Linked DNA regions of Mus musculus: regions 1, 2, 4 and 5 are each linked to region 3. Evidence: chromatin contacts called from public Hi-C and HiChIP or PLAC-seq data. All regions are on one chromosome and are shown on one strand. The core of a region is the stretch at or near the end of the contact, and the rest is flanking DNA. Distances in the headings are between cores, read along the strand shown. Region 1 overlaps Runx1 (runt related transcription factor 1). Region 2 overlaps Runx1 (runt related transcription factor 1). Region 3 has its middle 22 kb from the start of Gm30474. Region 4 overlaps Runx1 (runt related transcription factor 1). Region 5 has its middle 4.1 kb from the start of Gm30695.

Region 1 (2,700 bases), core at 28-2,527, 320 kb before region 3:
CTGTCACTCAAACGAAAGCAAGAGATTTCCTGGGTGGAGACACCTAAGAGGAGCTAGAAATGTAGAAAGCCAAGTCCTTAGGAAAATAACTACAGAGCAAAAGTTGCCAGGACTGAAGATTACAAAGCACAGCCTGGAAATTAAAGACCTAAATGAATGGAAAGACAAAACCACTGAGAGACTGTGCTCCATGCCATTGAGAGACTGTCCTCCATGCCATTGAGAGACTGTGCTCCATGCCATTGAGAGACTGTGCTCCATGACTTTGAGAGACTGTGCTCCATGCCATTGAGAGACTGTGCTCCATGCCATTGAGAGACTGTGCTCCATGACTTTGAGAGACTGTGCTCCATGACATTGAGAGACTGTGCTCCATGCCATCGAGAGACTGTGCTCCATGACATTGAGAGACTGTGATCCATGCTTTTGAGAGACTGTGATCCATGCCATTGAGAGGACAATCAAGCAATCTACAGATTGAATGTAGTACTTACTGAAATCCCAATGGAATCTCTCTTTCTCTCTCTCACTCTCTCCATGAGTGTGTGTGTGTGTGTGTGTGTGTGTGTATGTATATGTGTGCACACATATATGTGCAGATGTGTGTGGAGGTAGGAGGTGGGGAAACATACCTCAGATAGTGTTTGATAGTGCTCTGTTGTGGTTGTTTTTCTTTTTCCTAGACAGGGTCTCTCACGGCCTGGACCTTACTGAGTAGGTGAGGCTGGCTCACTTGATGTATTTCTCACCATTGAGGATCGCCATCTTTGGTCACTGCCACATTACCAGGACAGAACACATAATAAGCACATAGACAATCCTCAAGATAACAACTTACTAAATGCACACGGAGGAGATAAATATATCTGCACCTTGCCCTTTTGCAATAAAGCAAGCGAATACGAGGGGAATTTTGTAGTGCCCTGGGGAGCACAGCCGTGCTGGACGGTGAATTGTCACCACACACGTGAAGAAGCAGTGCTGATTTCTTTTGCTTCCTCCATCTGAGAAGCAAGTTTGTTCCTCTGGGCTGTCTCCAGATCCTCACATCCAAGGCTTGGCTCTCTGGATCACAATCCATGTGAAATCACTTCCCCATCTGAGAAAGTCATCAGGGGATCTTAATCCATCTTAATCATCAATGGCAAAGGGGCCCTGAGAGTGGAGATGCAGTTATGACTGTGTGGGATGCCAGCACTTGGCTTCATCTGGGTGAGAGCGAGTCTCCATAGCAAGGAGCCGACAGCTGGCGGGAACATTGCAGAGCTGTCTGCAAGTGACTGAGCTGGGTAGGCCGGAATGGGAGCCTCCCGCAGGGAGACACTTAGGACTTGTAGACGCGACTACGTCCAAACAAATGTTCAATTTCATGCTTAACTGATGATCTCCACTTTGATGACGAGTGACCAAGAGGAAAGCTGTCTGTTAAAAGGTGACTCACCCGCCTCTCGTTTTAAATCAATCTTGGGAACATGGTCCTGAATTACATCACTGACCTCCTGAAGACGGGAAGTCTCTGAGAGAAAATATCCCAGAACCACAGATTCTGTGTGAGGGTCGATACCTTGTGAGGGAGCCTCTTCGTTCCCAGGGATGGCTGTTACCGAAGGACAGGAGGACTGAGCTGTCCCTGAGACCAGCAAGAAGAATTTCCTACCCTGGTGATGAACAGGCTGACAGTGACAGTGACTGTCACTAAGTGCCTAACCTGAGCACGTGTGAAACATCTTCAAAGTAATAACAGAACTAAGGGGTGGCTTATGCTTTGCAAGCACAAGGACTTGAGTTCAAAAGATGCCCTGTCTCAGAAAACAAACAGGTATAGAAAGCCCCAGGACATGCCTTTTGTATGCACCCATAAGCTGTGGAGGTTCATGTCGTTGCATAAATCTGGAATCCTGGCATGTGGGAGGTTGAGTCATGAGGATTGTGGATCTGGGGGCAGCCTGGGCTACTTAATGTTCGGCCAGCCTAGGCAAGCTAGCAAGATTCTGTCTCAAAACAACAAACAGACAAAAAAAAAAAAAAAAACAGGCCAGCAAACTAAAAGAGTCTACATGAAGACTATAGATAGATGATAGGTAGATAGATAGATAGATAGATAGATAGATAGATAGGAACGTGAGACATAGGTTTCTCTGTAAGCACCTTGGCACAGCACTAGCAGTGAAGTCTTTAGTCTTATAGCACATTTCAAAAGCCCCAGAATGAAATCAGCTCCCATCTATGAGAATTTTAAGAGAAGGCAAGGCTGAATCTCAAAGTTCACGCTCACAAATTCCGTCTTCATCTCTTCATTCTTTGCTGATAGACTATCTCACTCTCCTGGGTGGATCAGCGATTTGGTGAACTAAACACACAACCCCTTCCCATCCCCCTACCCCTACTTCCAGCCCATCCTATGGCCTCTGTATGGGCAGATTTCCTTCTGTAATGAGACCATGGCTCTGCAGAGAGGAAACAGTGAATGTTCAAGGGCAGAATGGAGACAGGCTCCCACTTCTGGCATCTTGGGGAGGTGACTGTCCTAGGCTTCCGGTGGACATTCCACCCTGGAGGACACCAAACCTCCAAGAACACAGCAGCAGTGCCCTGGCTTTAAGTTCTTGCCATGTCACTGTCACTGTCACGGAGCAACGTTTCTCTGACTCTCTCCAAGGCCCCAAGGTCAGTTTCATTTTTTGTGCCTCAGTGTTTCAT
Region 2 (2,700 bases), core at 195-2,694, 420 kb before region 3:
CTGGTCTCTCTGCTCGCCATTCTTACTGGGTGCTTAGTCATGTCTCCTTCCCGCTGTTCGATGTCCTGCAGATGGCTATCTGGGCGATTTTATTCATTGTGGCTGCTCTATCTCCTGCGTTCTAAAGAACCTATGTCAGGAAATTGCCCCAGCTACCCTGAGAAATGGACAGAGGGGACCCCTAGGACATCACTAGGACACTCTGCTCTCTAGGACTGGGTATGTATCTTGCTATCTCTTTAATTTTTATCTGTTTTCACTCACTTGCTTTGTGAAACAAGGACCCTGCGGCCCCTTGCCTCTGCTTTTAACCCTTTCATGTCAACTGTTGGACGTGTTTTCTACAAAGGAGATTTTAAAAACGCTTATTCTCCAAGCAATATGTAATTAGATGTTTCTATCCCACCACAAATGTTTGATGCCTTTAATTAGGAGTGGTAATAAGACAACTCTTTTGTTTCAAAGAACATCATTGAAATAAATTCCCCTGCTCGGTTAATTGATCATTATTATCTTTTCTTTCTATTCCTACAAAATGTTACTCCTGTAAATTCTGTTTTCTGTCTATTTTTCCCCCCATCTCTCTCATCAATGTTTTCATTTCCCTCTGCACAGTTTGCTCACAAGGATGAGATACCCTCTGTGAAAATGCTTCACTTCCTTGCCTTCATCTCCCTGTGGAGACCTAGGCCTTTCCAGTTCATCTCAACACCCACTGGGCTCCGAGGGCACTGAATCGACATCCGGGCTTCCAGTCTGAATGCCTGACTGTTGGGGCCCATATCTCCTAAGAGGCCAAAATGAATAAATCCTGTTCCAGAGCGCCCAAAGGCACGCCAAGTCATGAATTCCCACTGTGCCCCACCGTGCCTCAGTTTACCATGGTTGTTCCAGGGATCCCTCATTACCAAGAGGTCAAACCCATGAGGCCCCCTCGTCTACAGCACAAGAGGACCATGGTGGCCAAGAAAAGCTTGTTGATGTTGGAATTCAAAAGTCTAAAAATTAGGAGTTTAAATTGCATCACCCCCATTTCTAAAGGAAGCAGGAAGGGGGCATCCAGTGGCTCGGTTACTACTTCTTGGGCTTTTTGATTTATCTCCAAAGAGTTTTGATGGAGAAGGGAAGGAGACAAAATTAAATCCAGGGACATTTAACTCTGTACTTAAAACAATGACAAGCACACCTAGGCTAGGTTACTAGCACTGTTGTTGTTTTATTTAAAGCTAAGATGTCTTCCAATTTGATATAGATTTTTGTCACTGAGAGATGATATAGAAATAATGAAAAGAAATCAAACTTCAAACAGAAATACAAAGCAGTGTCTGCAGTAAAAAGCTATAAACAATAGGTAAGGCAAGAGAAACATTTACATTTAGTACAGACCAAACAGACAAGAAGGGACTTGCTGGCCCAAGATAGCTCATATTTTGTTGAACTTCTCTGTTCTTCAAGTATCAGGAAGTTGGGCCAAATGTCAGCTGTCTTCTCTGCTCTGAGGACTTCCCAGCACTGTTCTTGGCTAGCCTATTCTTAGTTTGAAACTGGCATTTTCCAACAATTTTACAGGTTGAAATTAAAGCAACAACTTAGTTACTGCAAATTCTCTAATCTTCCAGAGTTTCAAAGAGGCTGTGGAATGGAACGTAGAATTTATCTGAGATGACATTTAACACATAGCTAGGGATCATGGTCTTCCGGCCAGAATTTTATTTATTTATTTATTTATTTATTTATTTATTGGAAAGCATATTCCATCAGCACCCATGGTCTTTGAACTTCCCTGATAAAGGTATGTTTATATTTTTGTGCTCTGGTGTACCAGGGGCTAAACAAATTCTTTTATTACAGTATTATAAAATCTACTGCAAGTCACCTAGACAACTTTGTAGACGGTATCTGCAAATATTGTGTAGTATGGAGCAGATTTCCCAGTTTCTCGGCAGTGAAATTAAGTGTTTCTTCTATGCTGAGATAAACAGTCTATAGGTGGAAAGAGGGGTGGAGGATGGGAGGACTAATTAGCATAATTTTAATCAATTTTCAAGGGACTTCATGATTGTAAGTCTCCTGATAATTCTGAAGATTAAAGCGGAGGACTTAACAAGATTCCGGAAGGTTCCGGGAGATGCTCTTCTACAAGTGATCTGAACAGGGCTTCACATCATCCGATTTTTATCTGGGGGTGGTGGCGGCAGCAGGGAATAGGATAAGTCCTGCAGGGTTAACCCCTAAAGAGATTCCGGAATCTTAATTCACATGTAAATGTAAAGACTGTTGGTAGAAACTGCTTCTGTGTGTTTGGTAGGAGCTGGCACACAGAGGGGCCAGGGCCCATAGAAAATACAGCAAGGAAGATGGTCTGTTTCCAAGTCCAGCTTCCTCTTAAACCCAGCCTTTAAATCTCCTTTCCCTCCGCAAATTCTATCTACTGACTGGTGAGCTCCTTGAAGCAGCCGTCCCTCTGTGGGACAGCATAGGTGGTGACAGATATTAATCCAGAGGTCTGATTTTTCAACTTCCCTGTCCACCGTGACCTTTGTCATGGCTCCTGGCTGTCACTCAGGGAAACACACTGAGGTCTTTCCAAAATCATTTGTAAAGGGGAATCTCTACGGCAGTGATTATTTTTGTTAAAAGGAAAAAATTATTTTTCGTGGCTTGTAAAGGCAATGTGTAAGGTCTTTAATTCTTTTGAAA
Region 3 (2,700 bases), core at 196-2,695:
AGGATATGGCGCTGTTCTGGTTGCAAGCATACAACACTTTTTGTTATGGACCTAAAAAGATGTATATTAAGTTATATGTGTACTCCCAACCCTGACAGGCCAGCCTTAACGAACGTTTGAGGGAGTCATGAAATCCATATTGTCTTATGGTCCTTGGTGTGCAGAGATGGCTTCTGTCTTCTAGGATAAAGAGTACAGAAAGCTCGTGTTGTGCACACCTAGGTGACAGGGACAAGATGGGGTAGCTTTAGATCAAATACAACTGCTGGATGTCTGGCTTATTCCTCAATGAGGACTGGCACCAAGCCTGGGAGACAGTGCAGGAAGTCAAGTGTCCGCCTTGACAGCGTGAGGACCCAAGTTCAAGGACCCACGCTTAAAAAGGTGTGTGTGGTGGTGCATGCTTGTAATGCCAGCTCTGGGGAGGCGGTGACAGTTGGGTCCCTGGGGTTTGATGACCAGTTAGGGTGAGATTCTATCTCACAAAACGAGGTGGATGTACCTGAGAAGTGACCACAACCTTCTTGTTGACAAGCGAGGAGGTGAATTGAAGTGAAAGCATCCGAGGGGGCATCCCTGACATCACAGGGCACCGCAGAACATGCTACGTTCTCAGAGAGTCGATTCTCAAGTTCATGGTGCTTGTGCCGCTCACTAATCTCAGGGACCTTCAGTAGGATGGAGGATATTTGAAAGCAGAAATTGGATCTTTTGGGGTTGTGGCCAAGCCCCAACTTCTCCAGTTCTGAGGCATTACAATGCTTGGTGCTTTCCTTAGGATGTCACAGATGCTATTCTGCGGTCTTAGCTACATAAAGAGATAGGGCTTAATTATTTAACATGTCACTCTCAACCATTAAAATAGTGACTAGGCTCTTGCCAGAACAGATTCTATAAAATATCAAAATAAAGTCAATCTTTAAAAAAAGGGGGGGGGAACTATTCAAAAAGTTTGAAAAACTTGTGAGGAACATCAATAGTTCTACCTGCAAGTTTACTCCATGTAAACATTTTTAAGAAGATTCGTGCAGTGTCTAGTGTAGCCCAAGCCGACCTCAGGCTTACTGTATATACCCAAGGCTGATCTCGAGCTCTTGGGCCCCCAGCCTTTACCTATGGGTAGGCTGTTGGGATTGCAGTATGTGCCACCGCTCTGCTGCTGAGGTTTGAACCAACGTCCTGTACATGCTAGCCACGCACTGTAGAGGTAGCTACTGGGCTACCCACCTACCCACCCTCTCTCTTGTTTTGTTATGACACGTACCTCACACACCAAGGGCGTGGAGAGCCAATGGCTTTCCCCATACAATCATACTAAAAGCAAGTGTGTTTTGTAAACGTTTTATGGAAATTTGGGAAAGTGAAAACAGGCTCTTAACAGTTCCCCGCTGTCCAACAAGCAATGTCAATACTGCCATGAACGCCAGTGGCTCAATCAGTGTGAGTCAACTCTACCTCCCTCTCGGTGACTCGTACTTTTGTTATTTTTAGCAGGAGACATGCAACGCTGTATGGTTGGCTCACGTATTGAAGACGCGATTCTCAACTGCTGGTGCTATTTTAGGAGGTTCTGGAAACTTTAGATGTTGGGGAGGGGTAGCTGGAGGAAGTATGTCACAGAAAACATGTCTCTGTCTGCCTGCCTGTCTGTCTGTCTGTCTATGTCTATGTCTGTCTGTCTGTGTCTCTGTCTCTGTCTATCTCTGTCTCTATCTCTGTGTGTGTGTGTGTGCCTCTGTCTGACGCTGTGTGAGTCTTTATCTGTCTGTGTCCATCTCTATCTCTGTCTGTGACCCTGTGTCTGTGTGTGTGTGTGCCTATGTATCTGTGTCTACCTGTGTGTGCATATGTGTGTGTGTGTGTGTTTATCTATCTATAACTGTCTCTCCTTTATCGGCTATGACATGGCTATGTCCCTATCATTAGCTCCCACCTCTATGAAGTTCCTCCTTCTGCACAGACCCAGAGCGCACTGGGCCAAGGACCACAGTCTGAAATCTCTGAAAGCATGAGCAAAGCCACATCTTTCCTACTTTATTTTTGTCATAGCATTGAAATTGTAAATTAAACATACAAACAAGTCCTGAGTGTCTCTTTGCTGTTGCTGCCCCTTGGTTTTTGGCAGGGTTTTGTTTCTTTCGTGTCAAGATGAGGCTTTGCCAAGTTGATGTGTGCTTTGCATCCACAGGAGGCCTCTGCAGAAGCTGGAATACATACAGGACACTTTAAACGGAAGGGATACGATGGGTCCTTCTTAGAATCAGGAGACTTTGGTGTCACCAGTCACAGGGAACAAAGGGCAGGCCTGCATGGCATCTCTCCAGTTCACCAGAGGAAGGGGTGGGGTAGACCAGGTGTGACATCTTTCTGGTTCAGCAGGATCTTTGTGTGAATGTAATCTGACAACCTGGAATTTTGAGAATCAAGGGAAAGACGAGCCAATAGCTGATCACTCACACGTGCTTCTGGGGTCTTTAGGGCTCCGTGAGTCAGTTGTGCAATGCAGATCTAGGACTTAGGAGCTAGCGCATGGCCTGCTCCTTTTCTCCATGCTGCAGAAGCACATACGCAGCTCTGGGTGGGCTAGGGCTACAAGGGAACCCAGGAAAGGAGGCCCCTCCTCCTCAGAGTTCTCTCAACCATAGGTTACATAATCCACCCATTCATTCATTCATTCATTAGTCATCCAGCCAACACTGG
Region 4 (2,700 bases), core at 86-2,585, 430 kb before region 3:
CAGAAACCCTGGCTGGCCAGGACATAGATCACTTTGGTGCTGATCAGGGGCATTGGCTGGAGGCAGAGGCTTTTGGTGGTAGAGGGGCAAGCGGTAAGCCACTGATGCTCTGAATCATCCAGCCAGTGAGAGGGCCGACAGAGAGGGGGAAGCCTCGAAATCTTTATTCTGCTCCTGGTACTGAAGGAACCCGCCGCATCAGCTTCAGTGGATGGCTGTGATCCCAGAGGACTGATATTTGACAGGAGTGACAAGAGGGCTGAAGGCAAGAGGAAGGAGCATCAAAAAAGAAAGACCAGGGGAAGAAGGGGGAAGTCTGGACTCAGCCAAGCATCCAGAGACAAAGCTTGCTCAGAACATTCCAGAGCTGGAAGTACATAGGGAGAGGGCTAAGTGTGAGAGCTCAGCAACCCAGTATACCCGTGTTCGAATCCCACTCGTTGCCTGTACAGTCATACTCAAGGGCAACTTTGTTACTGTCTCACAGCCCTAGCTTTCTCTTCTGCAAAATACAAAGTGGTAACAGCTTTTGTGAGCTGCCCAAGGACACCTGATGGGGGAGGAATTGGGGAAGAGGAGGAACGCTCAACAGGTGTCAGAATTGCTGCTCAGACTGATTTCTACTTGAACTTGGCGGTTCATGGCTGCATCACCAGCTGGCCACCCTTTAAGGCATGACAGCGAGGGGCTGATCCACTATATAAACAAGCCAAGACAGCAACATGTGGCGTCCTCCTCGACGCCAGTCTGCCCATCCAAAGGGCAGAACAAAATACGAACTGCTTTATTTAGTTGGAAAGAAGGTCACGGGGTGAGCCTTCCTGGACACTTGCTGGGGCTGTGGGGCATGCTTTGCAAGGCCAGGCAGTCCCAGGGCCTCAGGGGAGGACTCAGTGGTGGACACTGACAGCCCTGGGGTCTAATACAGAATCAGCAGGACCCTGCCTCTCTGTCTAGCCTGAGACACACTGCTTCCCTTTGCATGTAGCAAATGACTAAACTGCAGGATCAAGATACTATAACACTGTATATGGCTTCCCCTAGGAGGGCTGAGGGCAGGAAGCAAAAAGTAAGCAAGAAGATAGGTGGCTGAAGATCACTGCTTGCCCAGGCTCTAAACATCACTACATTCCAGCTTGACCCCTGCCCCGCCCTCCAAGCCCGTTGGCCTCCAGTCTCTTGCTGGGAGCCCGCTGCCCTTCTTGGCCTGTGGGTGGGCTGCTCTATCCCCACCCCCCACCCCCCGTTCTCAGTGGCTCCGTAACTCTCATTCTCCTTGGTGTAGGTTGGGACACATGAGTCATCTTCTCCTTTTGGGGACTGTTTCTGGGGATGTGAAACTTGCCCTTTGTCACGAAAAGGAAGATTACACATGCAAAGGATCTTCTGCCCGGGGGATGTGGGGTAGCCATTTTCCTTAAGCAGTACCGGTAACATCCCTCTCTTTGTGTCTCTCTGAGGGAACCTTCTGCACAGTTGCTACTTTAGGCACCCCAAAGCAAGTGGAAGGAAACTTTCTTTTTAAAATGTTGCCTTTGAAAAATCAAAACAGCCAGGAAGGGCTGGGAGGGAGGTCTGCTCTTCACAAACTCAGGAAATCCCCGAAGATTCTCCAAGGTTACAGGGGACCGTAGATTATGCCATGTCCAATTCTGGGTACAAGTAACTCTGAGCATGGAAATGCACGCACCCAGGCCAGCGACAGGGCTCAGTGAGTGGAGGCCTGCGGCCAAGCCCAGCCACCTGAGTTCAGTCCCTGGCACCTATACTGAAAAAGGGGAGACTGGTTCCCACAAATTGTCCTCTGAGATCCACACATGTGTACACATGTGCAAGCCTAACCACACACACACACACACACACACACACACACACACACGGTTGGGGACTTTTTTTTTTTCCAAGGAAATGAATGCTCTCCCCCAGATTCCAGGGATAACTTCTGTGTTTGCAGGATATTCCCAGCATGCACTTAGCATTTCCCCCCTTATTTTCCCACCGGTGCTTCCTAACAGCCGGCACTTACACGTGTGTCCGTTCCATTTCCCTTCCTCTTGCTATTTCCACCATGATCTGTTGACGGTAGAGTTGCATAATTTACTTAGGGACTTATAGGCAGGACACAACCCATTGGACTTGCACAGCTTCTGTAGGCTGACTGATATTCGTGCGAAGAGCCCCTGTGTCCAGCTGGCCTGACCCTGTCCTGTCTGTGTCCATGTAGGCAGAATGCAGACCAGAGTCTCTGCTCTTGGCCAACGTCCAAGCCTCAAGAGCCTAACTGAAAACTTGAAGCACAGAACTCAGTTCTCCATAGAAACAACCTTTGCCTGGTTGTGCGGAGTGACCAGCAGTTTGAGAGTGAGCCATCCACTTGGAGAATGGGAAAGCCATGTGTGACATTCTCTGGAGTTCTCTGGAAGTGACTCAGTAGAGCTCAGGGGCTGGGCTTGGACCCTATTTGTGTCTTTTGTTCTAATGTTATTTAAATTAAATAGAGCAGGGCGCTTATACCCCACTTTAATCCCAGCACTAGGGAGGCAGAGGCAAGCAGATCTCTGTGAGTTTGAGGTCAGCCTGGTCTACAGAGTGAGTTCCAGGGCAGCCAATGTTACACAGAGAAAGCTCCAAAAACCAAACCCAAACAAAATAAAAAAACAAAAAACCAAAAAAAAAAACCCAACAACAACAACAAAAACA
Region 5 (2,700 bases), core at 36-2,535, 430 kb after region 3:
GAACCTGTGGTAAAAGACTATCACATGCGGTGACACACACATCCCCGCTCGAGCACGTGCACTCACACATACTCACACACACACATACTCACACACACACACACACACACACACACACAAAGAAAATAATAATGATTATTAGGATGAAAGAAAAAAAAAGAGATGACTATGTCAACGTGTAGATACATTGGCAATTTTGATAATTCACTATTCACAGATGTTGTCATGTAAAAAAACTCATTTTGAAAATCTAAAATATGTCCAAAAAGTAAGTTTGTAGATGGTGGGCTAGCCTGAGATGCAGGGATGACTGAGTTTGACTGTAAGTTCCAGAAGTGTCCAGCTATATCAACAGGAGCCTTTTCCTCCTTTGAAAAATACATTTTAATTCTTTGACGATTTATATCTGTATACACTATATTCTGAACAGAGTCACTCATTATCCCCATAATCCTCCCGAATCCTCACACCTTCTTTTAATAAGCCACCGAATCCGACTTGTGATTCCCAAGTATGGGTGTGGAGCCATCCACAGGCACTCAGTTCAGTTCACCTTAAAGGAAGCTGACTCCCCCTGCCTCTTCAGCTACCCATAGCTCCTCAGGCAGGAGTTGCTTGTCTATGAAATACTACTCCTGCCCAAATTGATTCCAAGGAAAGGTAAAATGGTCATGCATAATTTGACATCTTTGCTTCAAGATGTTTGCTTCAAAGTGAAGTCTCCCAGGGTCCCATCCTCAGAAGACTCTGCCGTTTTCCTACCTACCTTCTGGACATCTTGTAATCTCACATCTTTAATATCTAATATAATATCCATAAGCTGGCCCCCAAGATGTTGCTTAAATCTGCATTCTCCTCCTGAACTCTACAGTCACTGAAGACCTGCAGACCTGGGGCCCTGTGTCGCCCCTGCCCCTCTCAGCTCACATCCCTGTTCAGTCACCAGTTACTGGGAGGTGTCCCCAAATCTTCCCAGAGCCTGGGAAGTTTCCGCCTTTACTCTACTCAGCAGAGATCCATCTCTTCTCAAATGACCATTGCAGAAAGAAGGCAAACTTGTTTAACTGACCCTGGTTCCTCATCCTTCAGAGACACCTCCCTAACCAGCCCTCCAGTGACATTCTAGAACACAGACCAGCCTTGTTTCTCTTGTGGTAAAAGCCACTTGTTTGCCCTCTTACCTCCTGTGGCTGAGTGTTAAATGAATAGAACATAAACCATATACGCCACAGCCTTCTCGAAGGCTGTGCCTCCAGCCTCTCCTGGCCTCTGGCCACAGCAAATGCCTGCCTTCCCCTGGGAGGCTGGCTCTCAGGCAGCCTTCCGTTGGCACCAGGAAATATCCTGTATGCTTCTTATTCACTCAGTTATTCAGCAAATGCTTAATATGTGTGATTTATTATTTAACCAGAGAGGATGTTCTGGATGCCCCAAACCTTAGACATCCTCAGAAATTCCCTTCACATGAATGTCACAAGACGAATCTCCCACCTGTGGTACACAGCGGTCTTTCAGGGAAGTGTTTCTTAGCCTTGGCATTAGTCACATTTTGAGTCATTTATTAGGGTGGAGAGCCACCCTTTGGCCTCTAGGATGTGTGGTAGCACCTCAAGAGTCTACTACCTCATGCCACTTGCGTTCAGTCCTACAATATGTCAGCCAACAACTGTCTTCAAATACTCTCAAATTTCTTCTAGGTTTAAGTCACTCCAGGTTGGGAGTTACTGTAACAGGGCATTGGTTACACACCCCACTCTGTGATCAACATTCCGTCACTACTACTAGCTAGACAAGAACACGGCTCTGTAGACCTTGCAGATGACCTGGGTTGTTGCGGGCCTGCAGAGAGTGAGTGTGCATGGCTGCCTTTGCCATGTAAAGACCAGTGACTAATACCACCCCCACCCCAGTAATGGAGAAAGCATTTGACAGATTATTGGCCACACAGAGTCTGAGCATGTGTGCTCATCTTCACCCATAAGTTTGACACACCCACTACAACAGCTTCATAGGACACTGTATCCTAAATGAGTTCACAGTGTCCTAGTGTCTGCCACAATTGTTAGGTTTCTACAGGGGCAATAGAGCTATAAATAGAATAGAGATACAAGAACCAACATTGGGAGCCCTTTGTGTCCTTGAAGGTGGCAATAATGCCTGAAATTATTCAAAGGCCATTGCTTCTGATTTGTGTTCCTTGATAATGGGTTAGGTGGCTTCAGGAGTTGTCTGTCCTTCTTGCATGATGTCCCTCACTCTACACAGCAACAAAAGCATTGGAATTTTAGGAAAAATGAACCCAAAGAGGCCATCACTGAGACACATGCTAATCAAACTTTATAAAGAAAGCGAGCTCTTGAAAGTGGCAAGAACAGTGACTGAGCCTACCTGTTCTCCCTGAGAGAGGGAGGGGGAGAGGAAGGGGAAGGAGAGGAGGCCTAACCCTAACCTTGACAGAGAGAGGGGGTGGGATATTAGCTGAAGAAGTTTTCTACCACTAACCTTCCCTAAAACAAATTCTCTGGAAGGTTCTAAAGGATAAAATAAAAAGGTCACTAGCATCAAATCAAGAAGGAAAGGAAGGAAGGAAGGAAGGAAGGAAGGAAGGAAGGAAGAAGGAGGAGGGAGGGAGGGAGGAAGGAAGGAAGGAAGAAGGAAGGAAGGGAGGAGGGAGGGAGGAAGGAAGGAAGAAGAGGGGAG

What was found. A called contact is a pair of places that touch in the nucleus more often than the background predicts. HiChIP or PLAC-seq counts read pairs in DNA pulled down with a chosen protein or histone mark.
Region 1: a contact with region 3 is called in a Hi-C map of the C2C12 cell line, with 5 times the contacts expected there. The contact joins two enhancer-like sites. A contact is called at or near these places in 2 of 484 Hi-C or Micro-C datasets (the C2C12 cell line and muscle stem cells), 2 of 115 datasets of contacts at active chromatin or transcription factors (embryonic fibroblasts and fibro-adipogenic progenitors) and 1 of 9 other capture datasets (embryonic stem cells).
Region 2: an H3K4me3 HiChIP or PLAC-seq map of bone marrow-derived macrophages shows a contact between it and region 3, with 2.8 times the contacts expected there. The contact joins two enhancer-like sites. A contact is called at or near these places in 4 of 15 datasets of contacts at CTCF or cohesin (CD8 T cells, the NIH/3T3 cell line, large pre-B cells and 1 more), 31 of 484 Hi-C or Micro-C datasets (3T3-L1-derived adipocytes, the C2C12 cell line, the NIH/3T3 cell line and 15 more) and 31 of 115 datasets of contacts at active chromatin or transcription factors (the 230-238 cell line, the NIH/3T3 cell line, the SCID.adh cell line and 23 more).
Region 4: a contact with region 3 is called in a Hi-C map of bone marrow-derived macrophages, with 18 read pairs. The contact joins two enhancer-like sites. A contact is called at or near these places in 1 of 484 Hi-C or Micro-C datasets (bone marrow-derived macrophages) and 1 of 9 other capture datasets (embryonic stem cells).
Region 5: a contact with region 3 is called in a Hi-C map of the C2C12 cell line, with 2.4 times the contacts expected there. The contact joins two enhancer-like sites. A contact is called at or near these places in 1 of 15 datasets of contacts at CTCF or cohesin (the NIH/3T3 cell line), 7 of 484 Hi-C or Micro-C datasets (the C2C12 cell line, adipose-derived mesenchymal stem cells, embryonic fibroblasts and 3 more), 2 of 115 datasets of contacts at active chromatin or transcription factors (embryonic stem cells and pancreatic cancer cells) and 1 of 9 other capture datasets (embryonic stem cells).

Annotation. Positions count from the first base shown.
Region 1 is chr16:92,787,339-92,790,038 of GRCm38.p6, forward strand. The region is part of intron 2 of Runx1 (runt related transcription factor 1); the gene reads right to left. Among named protein-coding and RNA genes, the nearest start is that of Gm30281, 26 kb to the left of the region's middle. Within about 2 kb of position 1,278, at least 60 of the 459 cell types and tissues checked have an H3K27ac peak or open chromatin away from gene starts, as enhancers often do. A contact at or near this core is called in the C2C12 cell line, where this site is marked.
Region 2 is chr16:92,690,882-92,693,581 of GRCm38.p6, forward strand. All of the region lies in intron 3 of Runx1 (runt related transcription factor 1), which reads right to left. Among named protein-coding and RNA genes, the nearest start is that of Gm30281, 70 kb to the right of the region's middle. Within about 2 kb of position 1,445, at least 18 of the 459 cell types and tissues checked have an H3K27ac peak or open chromatin away from gene starts, as enhancers often do. A contact at or near this core is called in bone marrow-derived macrophages, where this site is marked.
Region 3 is chr16:93,108,361-93,111,060 of GRCm38.p6, forward strand. No RefSeq gene overlaps it. Among named protein-coding and RNA genes, the nearest start is that of Gm30474, 22 kb to the right of the region's middle. Within about 2 kb of position 1,446, at least 58 of the 459 cell types and tissues checked have an H3K27ac peak or open chromatin away from gene starts, as enhancers often do. A contact at or near this core is called in the C2C12 cell line and bone marrow-derived macrophages, where this site is marked.
Region 4 is chr16:92,674,551-92,677,250 of GRCm38.p6, forward strand. All of the region lies in intron 4 of Runx1 (runt related transcription factor 1), which reads right to left. Among named protein-coding and RNA genes, the nearest start is that of Gm30224, 80 kb to the left of the region's middle. Within about 2 kb of position 1,336, at least 56 of the 459 cell types and tissues checked have an H3K27ac peak or open chromatin away from gene starts, as enhancers often do. A contact at or near this core is called in bone marrow-derived macrophages, where this site is marked.
Region 5 is chr16:93,534,131-93,536,830 of GRCm38.p6, forward strand. No RefSeq gene overlaps it. Among named protein-coding and RNA genes, the nearest start is that of Gm30695, 4.1 kb to the left of the region's middle. Within about 2 kb of position 1,286, at least 17 of the 459 cell types and tissues checked have an H3K27ac peak or open chromatin away from gene starts, as enhancers often do. A contact at or near this core is called in the C2C12 cell line, where this site is marked.